2 separate regions of the Mus musculus genome follow, and region 1 is linked to region 2. A link is a contact called in public targeted proximity ligation data. All regions are on one chromosome and are shown on one strand. The core of a region is the stretch at or near the end of the contact, and the rest is flanking DNA. Distances in the headings are between cores, read along the strand shown.

Evidence for each region.
Region 1: a targeted proximity ligation map of pancreatic cancer cells shows a contact between it and region 2. A contact is called at or near these places in 4 of 484 Hi-C or Micro-C datasets (the MNK3 cell line, bone marrow-derived macrophages, embryonic fibroblasts and 1 more) and 3 of 130 datasets of targeted methods (the 230-238 cell line and pancreatic cancer cells).

The regions. Positions count from the first base shown.
Region 1 is chr19:30,111,002-30,116,923 of GRCm38.p6, reverse strand. Gldc (glycine decarboxylase) reads left to right here. Exons shown (of 25, transcript NM_138595.2): 18 at 376-525; 19 at 1,624-1,736; 20 at 3,061-3,202. Among named protein-coding and RNA genes, the nearest start is that of Gldc, 61 kb to the left of the region's middle.
Region 2 is chr19:29,922,277-29,927,749 of GRCm38.p6, reverse strand. Il33 (interleukin 33) reads right to left here and starts at 2,637. Exons shown (of 8, transcript NM_133775.3): 1 at 2,589-2,637. Gm41832 (a long non-coding RNA gene) reads left to right here and starts at 706. Exons shown (of 5, transcript XR_877808.2): 1 at 706-1,774.

The DNA of each region.
Region 1 (5,922 bases), core at 2,389-4,888, 190 kb before region 2:
GTGGTTACAGTGTACCCAGGATAGCTCTGTTTACTCAGTGCTTCGTTATTGGCGCTTACTGCTCTTAATTGGCACAGGGAGCAAGCCTGGGGCTCTCTCTGTGCATGCTAGGCAAAGCCCTCTGTCACCTGAGCCATATCCAAAGTCTGATGTCTTTATCCTAAAAGGGCTTTGCTGCTGCTTTGGGGTGATTTATGAAGGACCATTTGGTTGTGCAGCAACCACAGTTGTAGACTGAGATATTGTCAAGAATTCAAACATCAAGATTTTACCTTCCCTCATCCTATAAAATAAAAAGCGAAAATAAAAAGAGAAGTCTTGGCTGAGAAAGGATCAGATAGATCACTTCCTCTCCCCATTTCCCGCTCTCCACAGGTGGACCAACACAAGGAGAACCTGGCCGCCATCATGATCACGTATCCATCTACCAATGGTGTATTTGAAGAGAATATCGGCGATGTGTGCGCCCTGATTCACCAACACGGAGGACAGGTCTACCTCGACGGGGCGAACATGAATGCCCAGGTGCAGATACTTAGTGCCCGTTGGAAAAGGAATATAGAGTTTTCTTTTTAATTTTTTAAAGGTTAATTTTATTGTGAAACCAAGCAGCTTATATTGTCAGGAGTGCCATTCCTCCGGGGACATGACCTGGCAAGTTCTCAGTTCCCTAGATGATGGAGTTTTAGAACCAAGTTCTGGGCAGCCATTGGTAGATGCTCAGTTCCCATGGCCCACTTTACCTGGGGTTTTTAACATCATCAGGACCTCCAGGGATTCAGTCCTGCCTTCCTCGGTTGCAGGAGTGACTGCCAGTGAACAACTGCCTCCTTAACTTTTTCCTTCCTTCGTTTGAATCGTTTGATTCCGTTCATAAGTGCAGTCCAGGGGTCGTGCTCTGCTTCAGCAGCAAACGTGTCTTTCCACCTTCATCGGCGGCTGGATTCCCAGTTGAATAGCGCAGCTAGGTATCTGTATTGTCTCAGGAAAATTGGCAGCCTCACTCCCTCCTCCTCAGCCCAGCATCCTCTAGGACCCAGAGTCTAGGTGCACATAATAAATACCCAGCCTTGAACTGGCCAGGGAAGGTGGTGCTGATCCTGTAAAAGCTGCCTGTTCCATAGAGTGAACACATTGCAGCTCAGGGTTAGTAGTGCTGCCTCTCCTTTCTCCTAAGGTAGATATTTAGTTAAGGACTGCCCCAGCGCGTGTTTTTAAATCTGAATAGGGCTAAAGGTTCAGTTTCCATTTCCAAAGAAACCACAGTCACTTTGACTGTGGAATGCCAGGTTGTCTACAGAATCTTTTAGGAACACCTTTTACGGTAAATATTTAAGTTTGTGTGTGTGTGTGTGTGTGTGTGTGTGTGTGTGTGTGTGTGTGTGTGCATGTGGAGGTCAAAGGAGAACTTGCTGGAGTGGGTCTTCGGGATCAAACTCAGGTAGTAAAACTTAGTGTCAAACGCCTTTACTCACTGAACCAGCTCACCGGCCCCTAGGAAGCTTTTCTGTGGGCTTTATGGGTGTGGCTCTGCTGCTCCTTTCCTGGGGAGACAAACAGCCCAGAACAGCATGTCCTTCCTGCGTGCTAGGAAGTTGACTTTCGCTCTTTCCCTTTGGATAGGTGGGAATCTGCCGCCCTGGGGACTTTGGGTCAGACGTCTCTCACCTAAATCTTCACAAGACCTTCTGCATTCCCCACGGAGGGGGCGGTCCTGGCATGGGGCCCATCGGAGTGTGAGTTGTGGGGTGCTGGCTTCGGGATTGTTTAGAAAGCAGCATGCATGGCCCAAAACTTCTTATTCTTCCTATCCGAGTCTTCAAGTCCGAGGAATTAACCTTCATGTCTAGTGCACTTCCAGCAGCTGGATGCACAGCTGGAGTGTTTTAGATTAGGTCCAAAGAAAAAACGGTATTCACTTAGTAACCATGGTATCCACTCAGCCTCTCTGGGCTCCGAGAGCATGCTTGTTAAACAATGAGCAGGAAGCCGTTCTAAAGTATAAGGGGTCAGAGCTAGAATGTTAGTACCTGTGTCATGGATTTGACCGCACATTTCCAAGAGTTATTTATTTATTTATTTATTTATTTATTACACTTTTCCTTAAAAAAAAAATAGCTTATAATTGCTGGGTGTGGTGGCACTTGCCTTTATTCCCCGCAGTCGGGAGGCAGCGGCAGGCAGATCGTTGTGATTTCAAGAGCAGCCTATTCTACAGATCAAGTCCAGGACAGCCAGAGCTGTTACACGGAGAAACTCTGTCAACACAACAAAACCAAAAAAAAAAAAAAAAAAAAAAAGCTTATGACAATATTGAGAGTGATTTAGTTGGAAGGCAGACAGCGAACTCCATTTAGGTTTAATTTTCATCATGTCTTTGATGAATAAGGTGGAAACAAATTTTATTACCAGAGGTAACTGGTTGACGTCAACATGGATGACGGAATATATTTTAGCTGTTGATCGTTTCCTCGCTATAGTAACAGCATTATCCAGAGCTCCTGGAGTTTTCAAAATGTGTGGTGGTGATCGGGGCAGGGATGTGTTTAGCGTTGCTGGGAGCCCGGCTGTCTTTTCCTTTTGATCTATATTACGTATAGCTAATGAGTGTCCCGGGTGGTTCAGAGGGTGCATAGTAGGGCAGTGTTCGTGGGTTAGGCTCCAAGTGGAGGGCAGGGGCATCAGATCAGCAGCCTGCCGTAGCCAACAGATAGCTTGAAGGATGCAGGTTGCTATGAGGAGGCTGTGTGGGGCTGCCGCTGCCAAGTTGTCCACCACAGTCCTTGGAAGCTACTAGAGGGGAGGGAGGAGAGGGAGGAAGGGAGGGAGAGAGGGAGGGAGGGAGGGAGAGAGGGAGGGAGGGAGAGAGGGAGGGAGGGAGGGAGGGAGGGAGAGAGAAATGAATTGAGAGAATCCACCTGAGTTGCTTTCTGGTAATTTGTCCCCTACAAGTGTCATGTCCCTACCACCATGAGTGTTCAGAGCTCCTAGAGACGGTGGCCACTTGGTTCAGTTGCGTCTTTTCCGCATCATTTCAATGTGCGCTTTAAACCAACACAGGAAGAAGCACCTCAGCCCCTTTCTGCCCAGCCACCCCGTCATTTCCATAAAGCCAACTGAAGGCACCTGGCCCGTGGGCACTGTCAGTGCAGCCCCGTGGGGTTCCAGCTCCATCCTGCCCATTTCATGGGCTTACATTAAGGTGAGCTTAAGAACACGCGTGACTGTGGGGCGGTGGGACTCACTTTCTCAGAGGGGCCAAAAATGAAATCTGTGACCTGAGAAGGGACCCAGGGGACAGTGCTGATGACTGGGGTAGAGGGAAACCTTCTAGAAAGAGCCACCCAGAACTGTTTCATCTGTTTCTTTGGGCTCTCATGATGGCTTTACATTTTTTCCAGACATGATTAAGTTCCATGAGTCATGCGGCTGTTCTGGCTGCGTCATTTGGTTTCCTGTTGGGTACACACAGCTCCATGCAAGTGAAAAGCACTGTGCGTGGTCATCGTGACGCTTTGCTGCGATCCTGGGGTACAGGATAGTGTGCATTTCTTGGCAGCACGGAGGATGAGATATGATGTATCGAGAATTTGGGGGTGGTTCTAGAACCCTGAGCAGTCTCAGGACTTGGGGAACTGTGATTTTAGGGGTAATTGAGCTTGACCGAGAGAGTCGGCTTACCCCCCTTGTCCTTCTCCACGGAAATATTCAAGCCGGAATTGATTTTATGCAGTTCTTGTTCAGACTGGCCTGCCCACGTCCTAGGGTCCAATCTGTGAATAGGCACTCTTGCTAGGTTGTTAATTAGAGCAGCCTTTTCATACCAGTGGCTCTTGTTAAAGAAAGGGTAGCCTCGAGTGAGACAAAATCGCAAACTCAACTATACAAATTGTGCTGGGTAATTGTGGGGCTTGCTCTGTTTGAATGCGATGACATTTATGACTCTTCTTTAGAAGATTGTTATTTTCTATTTTGAGACCCAGTCTCCTTATATAGTCCAGTCTGGATACAAGCCTATGATTCTCTTGTATCAGCCCCCTAAGTGTGGGACTGACTATAGGCATGGATGGTCATGAGACTGCCCGGTATTTATGACTTCTTTTTACGTAATAGTTTGAGACTTTGTTTATTGTATGTTTATGGATGTTTTGTCCGTTTATATGTCTGTGTACTGTGTCTATACAGTGCCTTTTGGGTATATTAGATTGCCTGGGATTGGAATGGCACATTTAGGTATTAGCCACTGTATGGGTCCTGAAAACAGGAAGAGCAGCCAGTTTTTTTAAGCACTAAGTCATTTCTCCAGTCCCTATAATTCTTACTTTATTTTTGTTCCCCCCCCTTTTTGGTTTATTTTTGTTTTTGTTTTTGTTTTTGAGACAGGCGTCTTTGCGCTCCTAACCCAGCTGCGTCTGTCTCCCGAGTCCTGGCCTTCCCAGCATGCATCTCATTCAAGCATGCCCAGCTTCATTTATGATTTTTAATGAAAAGTTTATTGGAAGCAAAGGCAACAGTTCTGTGCCCTGGAGCCTTGAAGCTGCCTTTGAAATGTTGTGCAAGTCGTTTGCAAATTAGAGGAACACGCCCGAAGAGAATGAAAATTGTCTTCTTTGCAAACAACCAAACCCCCAGTTCCCTTTGATCCATGGATCCTGTAAAATTGGGCTATTTGTACGAACAAATTTGGTCTGGAGATGGTTTCTTACATATAGAAAGTAAAGTCCCTAAGGCTGTTTTGGTCATAAGCCCAGAATACCAAACCGAGCATGAGTGTTAAAGCTAAGTAAGTAGTGTTTGTTTGAGCCTTATCTTATTTCAGGCTATTACTTCTCCCATAGACACACTGGGTGGAGCTTCTTCATTATCCTCTGCACCCATTGTGGATACTCTCTCCCCGATGCCCCTGAACCCCTCCTGATGTCCTTCTACTGTCACTGCCTGGTCTCACCAGCATGCGCTTTGGCCCCATCCCACTGAGAATAAAACCCAACTGATGTGTCCTTGTGCTTGGAGCCACCATCATGTAGGAAGGGAAGTGGGAAGTTGGCTGGGCCATGTCCATGTCAAAGCAAAGACTTAGGACTTGAGATCCTAATCCACGCTGCTGCGGTGACTCCCAGATGACAGTCATGTGCCTTTCCCACTGTAAGCTGTTGTCAGTCCTCTCACTCGGCACTCCCCAACACCCTATTCCCAGACCCAACCTCCCCTCATTTGCTTGTTTTCAAGGTTCTGGTAGAGTTTACCATTCACTTTCAGATGGCTCACTAGGGTCACATTGCTCTCTCTTCACTTTGAACTTTGAACCGCTGTTTTGTTCAGTTGTGTGCTTGGATGTGAGGTCCCTCAGTCATGAACACTGGTGTAATCTTGATTTTTAAACCCTTTGCCCTTCATGTCCTTCACCCTGTATGATGGCAAGGACTCACCACCAAAATAAGAAAAGATTGAGGCTGGCAGTTGCTATACACAAACATGAACAACATTTACATTCCTCATTGTGGGCAATGGAAAGGCTAACCACACAAAATTGATCTGGTGGACTTTGGCCAAGATCTCATCAGATTCCTCAAAATTCTCATTACATCTTAAATTCACATAAATGAAAAATACACATTACAACATTTCTAAGAACAGTTCTTTTTTTCTTCTCTTTGAAGAGCAGTAGCAGGCAGTCAGCTGTGCCCTACTTTCAGGCTTTGTTGCTATGACCCCGCCCCCAAAAAGAAAAATAAGTAAAATTAGCATTGAAAGAAAAAAAAATTTTCAGCCGGGCGTGGTGGCGCACGGCTTTAATCCCAGCATTCAAGAGGCAGCGGCAGGCGGATTTCTGAGTTTGAGGCCAGCCTGGTCTACAGAGTGAGTTCCAGGACAGCAAGGGCTAGACAGAGAAACCCTGTCTCAAAAAAACCAACCAACCAA
Region 2 (5,473 bases), core at 1,388-3,887:
TTATGATAGGAACAACCTTTCTGAATCTCATTTTCTTGGTCTCACAAACGGAGACGGTAACATTTGTGTCACGGGGGTGGCAAGAACAGGGTCACTGGAGAGGGACATGTCATGTTCAGTAGCCAGTCAGAGATGGAATTTGACCGTAACCTCCGACAGTCACTTCCGACTTGTGGAGTCAGTCACAGACCTTCTCTTGAATAGGGTTTTAATGATTGTTTATTTGATAGTTTTGTGTCACATTTCATATAAGAGGGGGCAAAAATCAGGCTCAGGAATGCTGGGTATGATACAGATTTGCATAGCTGATAAATAATAGCTAGATAATGGATTTGAAGCTGCCACTAAAACCTGTGTTGTTTTTTTGTTTGTTTGTTTGTTTGGTTTGGTTTTTTTTTTTTTTTTTGTCTATTGCACTAAATCATGTGTTTCCTCTAAATGAAAAGAAAAACAACCCATCAGGGGTATAATCTACTGGTGGCAAAAGTAGTATTGTCAGGAGTCGGCAGCAAGGGAAATGTTCTCCAAACTCCCCATGCCCTTTGGTCTCCTCTCATCCAGAGGTCTGCCTGCCCTGTAAGGACTGTTCCCTTAGACGCGCCTGTTGCAGCCTGGAGAGACAGTTCAGTGGAAGCATGCTTATCTAGTATGTCCAAAGCCTTGGGTTTGAGTCACAGCACCATAAAACAACAACAACAACAACAACAACAACAAAGTTCTTTTGCACCCAGACATCGACACCTGAGAAACGGCAAGGAAACGCTGAGATAAGAGATCCTACCACGACCCTGAAGCCTTTGACCCAACCATCATTTTTCATTGCTCCACAGAATTACAGTTCTACCATTTGAGGAGTTCGTATTTGACCTTGCAGTATCTAACTGTCCCTTCTGCAAATTGAGGCTCAAAGGGGGAAGTCTGTCCCCTAACCTTGTACGTACAATGTTTGCAAACGTGTCAACTGTTACAATGCATTGATTTTTGCCAAAGTCAGACTCATGTAAAACACAAGACAGAAAACACATGATCAGACTCCCTTAGCATAAACGTTCCCGAGCACATATTTATTCCCTCCCAGCACTGTGTTTCTGTGGTGTCTCCTTCCAGTGATTTAATTTATGGATAGAGCATTAACAATACTCCCATTCCCAGAAGCTGCTCACGAAGTTCTTTTCCTGTGTCCCTTGGCAGACCCCGTGGTAGCAGTCCTAATCTGTCACCTTTTTATCTACTCCCAACCCTCTCTCGACCCATACATGAAAGTTAAAGCTCACCATGGAATTATTTTCTGTGTAAATGTGAAGTACACACTGTAAACAGTGATCCAAAGAAATAGCATCTAGGTGCCAGAGGAAGTCAGAAGTTACTGCTGCTCACAGTTGCATGGGAGATCCCAGAACCTCTCAGAGAAGAACGGAGAAAACGTGAAACTTGAGCCAGGCGGGCGGGCAACAGTGCAAGCTACGCAGGCATGCTTAACTGTTTAAGGATACTCTTCCTGTGTGACAAGGCTCAGGGGCCCCTAACTCTGAGAAACCAGAGGATGCTGAGATGTTTGGAACACAGAGCTGTGTGTCATCCGGGAGGAAATCAGAAGAGGAGCAACAAGGATTTGAAAGACAAAAGTGAAAAACAGTTTTCCGGGATGCTGGACCCAGTGGTGGACCACAGTAGCAAGCAAGGATGACTTGAGGAAGCAGACACAGGTGGAAAGCAGACTGGGAAGACAGACAGCCAGATGCAGTCTCTGGCTCCTGCGTGACCACAGTATAAGGTATTTCATGCTGTGTTCTTTACTAAAATATCTGAAGCACATGCATGCAGTTAGAGTAGTGGGTCTCAATCAGTGGATGGAGACCCCATTGGGAGTCACAGGGATTTATATCAGATATCCTGCATATCAGATATCCTGCATATCAGATATCCTGCATATCAGATATCCTGCATTTCAGATGTTTACATTACCACTCATAACAGTAGCAAAACTTTCGGTTATGAAGTAGCAATGAAATAATTTTCTGGTCTAGGGTCACCAGCGCATGAAGATCTATTGAAGAGTCACAGCATTAGGAAGGTTGAGAACCACTGACATACAGAGGAGAGGAAAATATGAGGAAGAAAAATTGCCAGGAGCATAAAGGACCAGCAGCCTTCAGAACAAAGTTTCTCAAGTGAATAGAATCACAATTGAGTTTTAAAATTTTTTTTATCCATTTAGACAGTTGATTCCTTATTTTTTCCAGAAATGCTCTGTACTCAGTTCTTCTGTGTCCCTTTTTTTACTGACAGCCACTTGCAGAGAGTTGCTGAGCATTAACGGAGGAAGTCAGATTACCATCTTGCTTTGTAAAGTTTCACGGCGGTGTAGATTTAAAGGCTAACACTGTCTACATCATGCAATTTATTAATAATTTTAAACATCACCCAGATGAAAGCAAATGTCATCATGAGTTAGTAGCAATGACAACAAACCAGCCTAGTGATTTATTTCTCAGAAATAAGAAGGGAGGGGTGCTCCACAGGTCCTAAGATTTTTTTTCTTTGCAAAACCCACTAGACATTTCCCTCGGTTTTGGTCTCAGTCTTACCTCGATGATTCTGCCGTGATTTCTCCCTTCTGCAGCTGCAGTTCCTCTTCCTCGCAGAGCGCCTTGGGCTTTTTATTCCCCAGAACTTGGCAGAGAACCAAACAGTCTAGGAAGAGAGCTGTGGGAGGCAGGATCGGGGCCAACTTTTCTCACTTCTTTGCAATAAGCTAATAGCATTCCTGCCAATGTTACTGTTATCGTTCTGTAAACATCTAAGACTGATTTATGCCTCCCCTCTACCTTTCCTTTATATCTTGATTTTTTATGTGTGTTGGGGGTGAGTGGTAGTGAAGGATGAGGTCTTGCTATGTAGCCTAGGCTGGCCTCTTAATTCATGATCTTCTTGCCTTAGCCTCCAGGGCTGGGGCTGCCGTCTGTTGACACCTGACAGGGCTGGTCAGCGCACCTGTTCTCCTCCTCTGTCTTGGTTGTAAATTTTAACTTCCAAATGATGGATTTTGTGGCCCCTTTCCTCCCAGACTCATAGCAGAATTAGCTCACATACAGCCCTCCCCCATCGTCATGTCCCAGCTCCTCTGCCCCTCACCTTCACAGTTGGGCTCATGGTAAGTTAAACTCCCAAGCCTGACCTTCAGCATTCCTTTATGGACAGTCTTCTGGTTTTTTATTTCACTTTCACCCCTGGCTTATTTTGCAACCTTCATGAAGATGTCACTTTTTTTTTCTTTCAATTTCTTTTATAATAAAATCGTTCCCTGTGGCACATCAGAAATAGGGAGCTTATCTACAGATAGAAACTCTCAGAGCTCCATGTACCTCAACATAGCTGACCTGCCTCCCTACTCTGACCACAGAACAATTAACCTACTAAATGATTGATGATGATAAAGGAAAGGAAACACTAGTGGTTTGAAGAGTCCACATGAGGAAATAAGAAACAAAAATCCTTTAGGAGAACTAGACTAAGGTACTTCATATGATGTAAAGTCACCACCAGGACAATAAAAATCTGTAGTTCCCACATAGACCAAACAAGGTAGCTTGAAGAAAAAAAAATAATAAAGACATGCTTCTAGGGATAAGTAGCATTTGCCTTCTTGCATAGAAACTTCATTGCAACAAGACTGATGTGGAGTTGAAACAGAGCCAACTTCCTTGCCCTTTCCAAAGGACCAATGCTCCTTCCCCTTAGCCACTAAGCAGCATCAGAAACAGATCCCTAGAGACAGGCAGCCAGAGCCAGACTGGATGGACTCGGGGGAATGTGCACTGTACGGTGGCAAGTGGAGGGCGGCATGTCTTAAGAGAGGAACAGGAATACCTGTCGAGATGTGATTGGGTTGAGAGAACAGAGCGGGGAGAAGCTAAGAGACAGATTGAGGCCATTCACAGAGTGACTACCCTCCCCACGTGGTAGGAAGAGTAAGTTACATGTCCCATAACTCAATTTTAAAATGAAAATGTCAGTGCGCTTGCGACAATCCTTTTTTTTTTCAGTAGTATGGATTATTTTTTTATTAGATATTTTCTTTATTTACATTTTAAATGTTATCCTCTTTCCTAGTTTCCCTTCTGAAAATCCCCTATCCCCTTTCCCTGCTCCCCAATCCACCCACTCCCATTCCTGGCCCTGGCATTCCCCTATACTGGGGCATAGAACCTTCACAGGACCAAGGGCCTCTCCTCCCATTGATGACCGACTAGGCCATTCTCTGCTACATATGCAGCTAGAGTCACAAATCCCTTCGTGTGTTTTCTTTGGTTGGTGGTTTAGTCCCAAGGAGCTCTGGGGGTACTGGTTAGTTCATATTGATGTTCCTCCTATGGGGCTGCAAACCCCTTCAGCTCCTTGGGTCCTTTCTCTAGCTCCTTCATTGGGGACCCTGTGCTCCATCTGATGGATGACTGTGGCTTGCTTCAATACTTAAGCAAACGGTTAGTGAAATCTTCTCCAGTTTGCCCACCAATGAACAGTGGAAATGATATAGAGAGAATAGAAGTGGCTCCTGGGCGGGGTTCTCTCAGTAACCGTTATTCACCAGGCAGGCTTCAGCCTACTGAATCATGCGCTAGTGAGTAGAAAAAAACCCCTGACCGTCAGACAGTTACCCATCTGGGGACGTCATCATTCCCAACCTCTTTGCTCATTCACTCTGTGCTGTGACAAAGAACATAACTAGGAAAGGAAGTGTGGTCTGCCAAGTGAATGGGGTCAAGGCCACTGATGAGCCCAGCATTTGCCTTGTGGGAGTCACGGACATGGCTCACTGTCCCTCTCTTAGTTCTCCATGTTAGTGCCCACAAAGATAATCCATAAGCCACAATGATTCTGAAATGGGAGCTATTAGTGGCAGCAGGAGACTAGTGTGGTGCTGCTGTCTATAGCCTGCGGAGGTTCCCACTTAGGGGACCCCACCCCAACAGCGGTTGGGATCTTGATTTACACTGTAGGAAATAAGTTCAGGTTGAATCACTATATAGCAGAGTTGGGGTTAATAAGGACATAAGCAGAGATATTTGGAAAGACAGATGAGACTTAACAATACCCATGGATATGATTTTATATCTTTTAAAGTTAAATTGCTTAAAGGAGATCTTCTCAACCTTCTTATTGCTGCTACCCTTAAATGACAGTTGCTTGTGTCATGGTTGACTCCCCAACCATAAAATCATCTTTGTTGCTACTTCATAAATGCAATTTTGCTACTGTTGTGAATCATAACGTAAATATCTGTGCTTTCCAGTGGTCCTAGGTGACCCCTGTGCAAGGGTTGTTCAACCCCTATGGGGTGGAGACCCACAGGTTGAGAACCACAGGCTTGAAGAGTTTATTTTCCATCCAGGTTTAGAGATGAAGCAAAGGTTAAAACTTAAACAAAAACCTAATGTTATAAAATTAACTTTAAACTGTGGGAGGCCAGTTG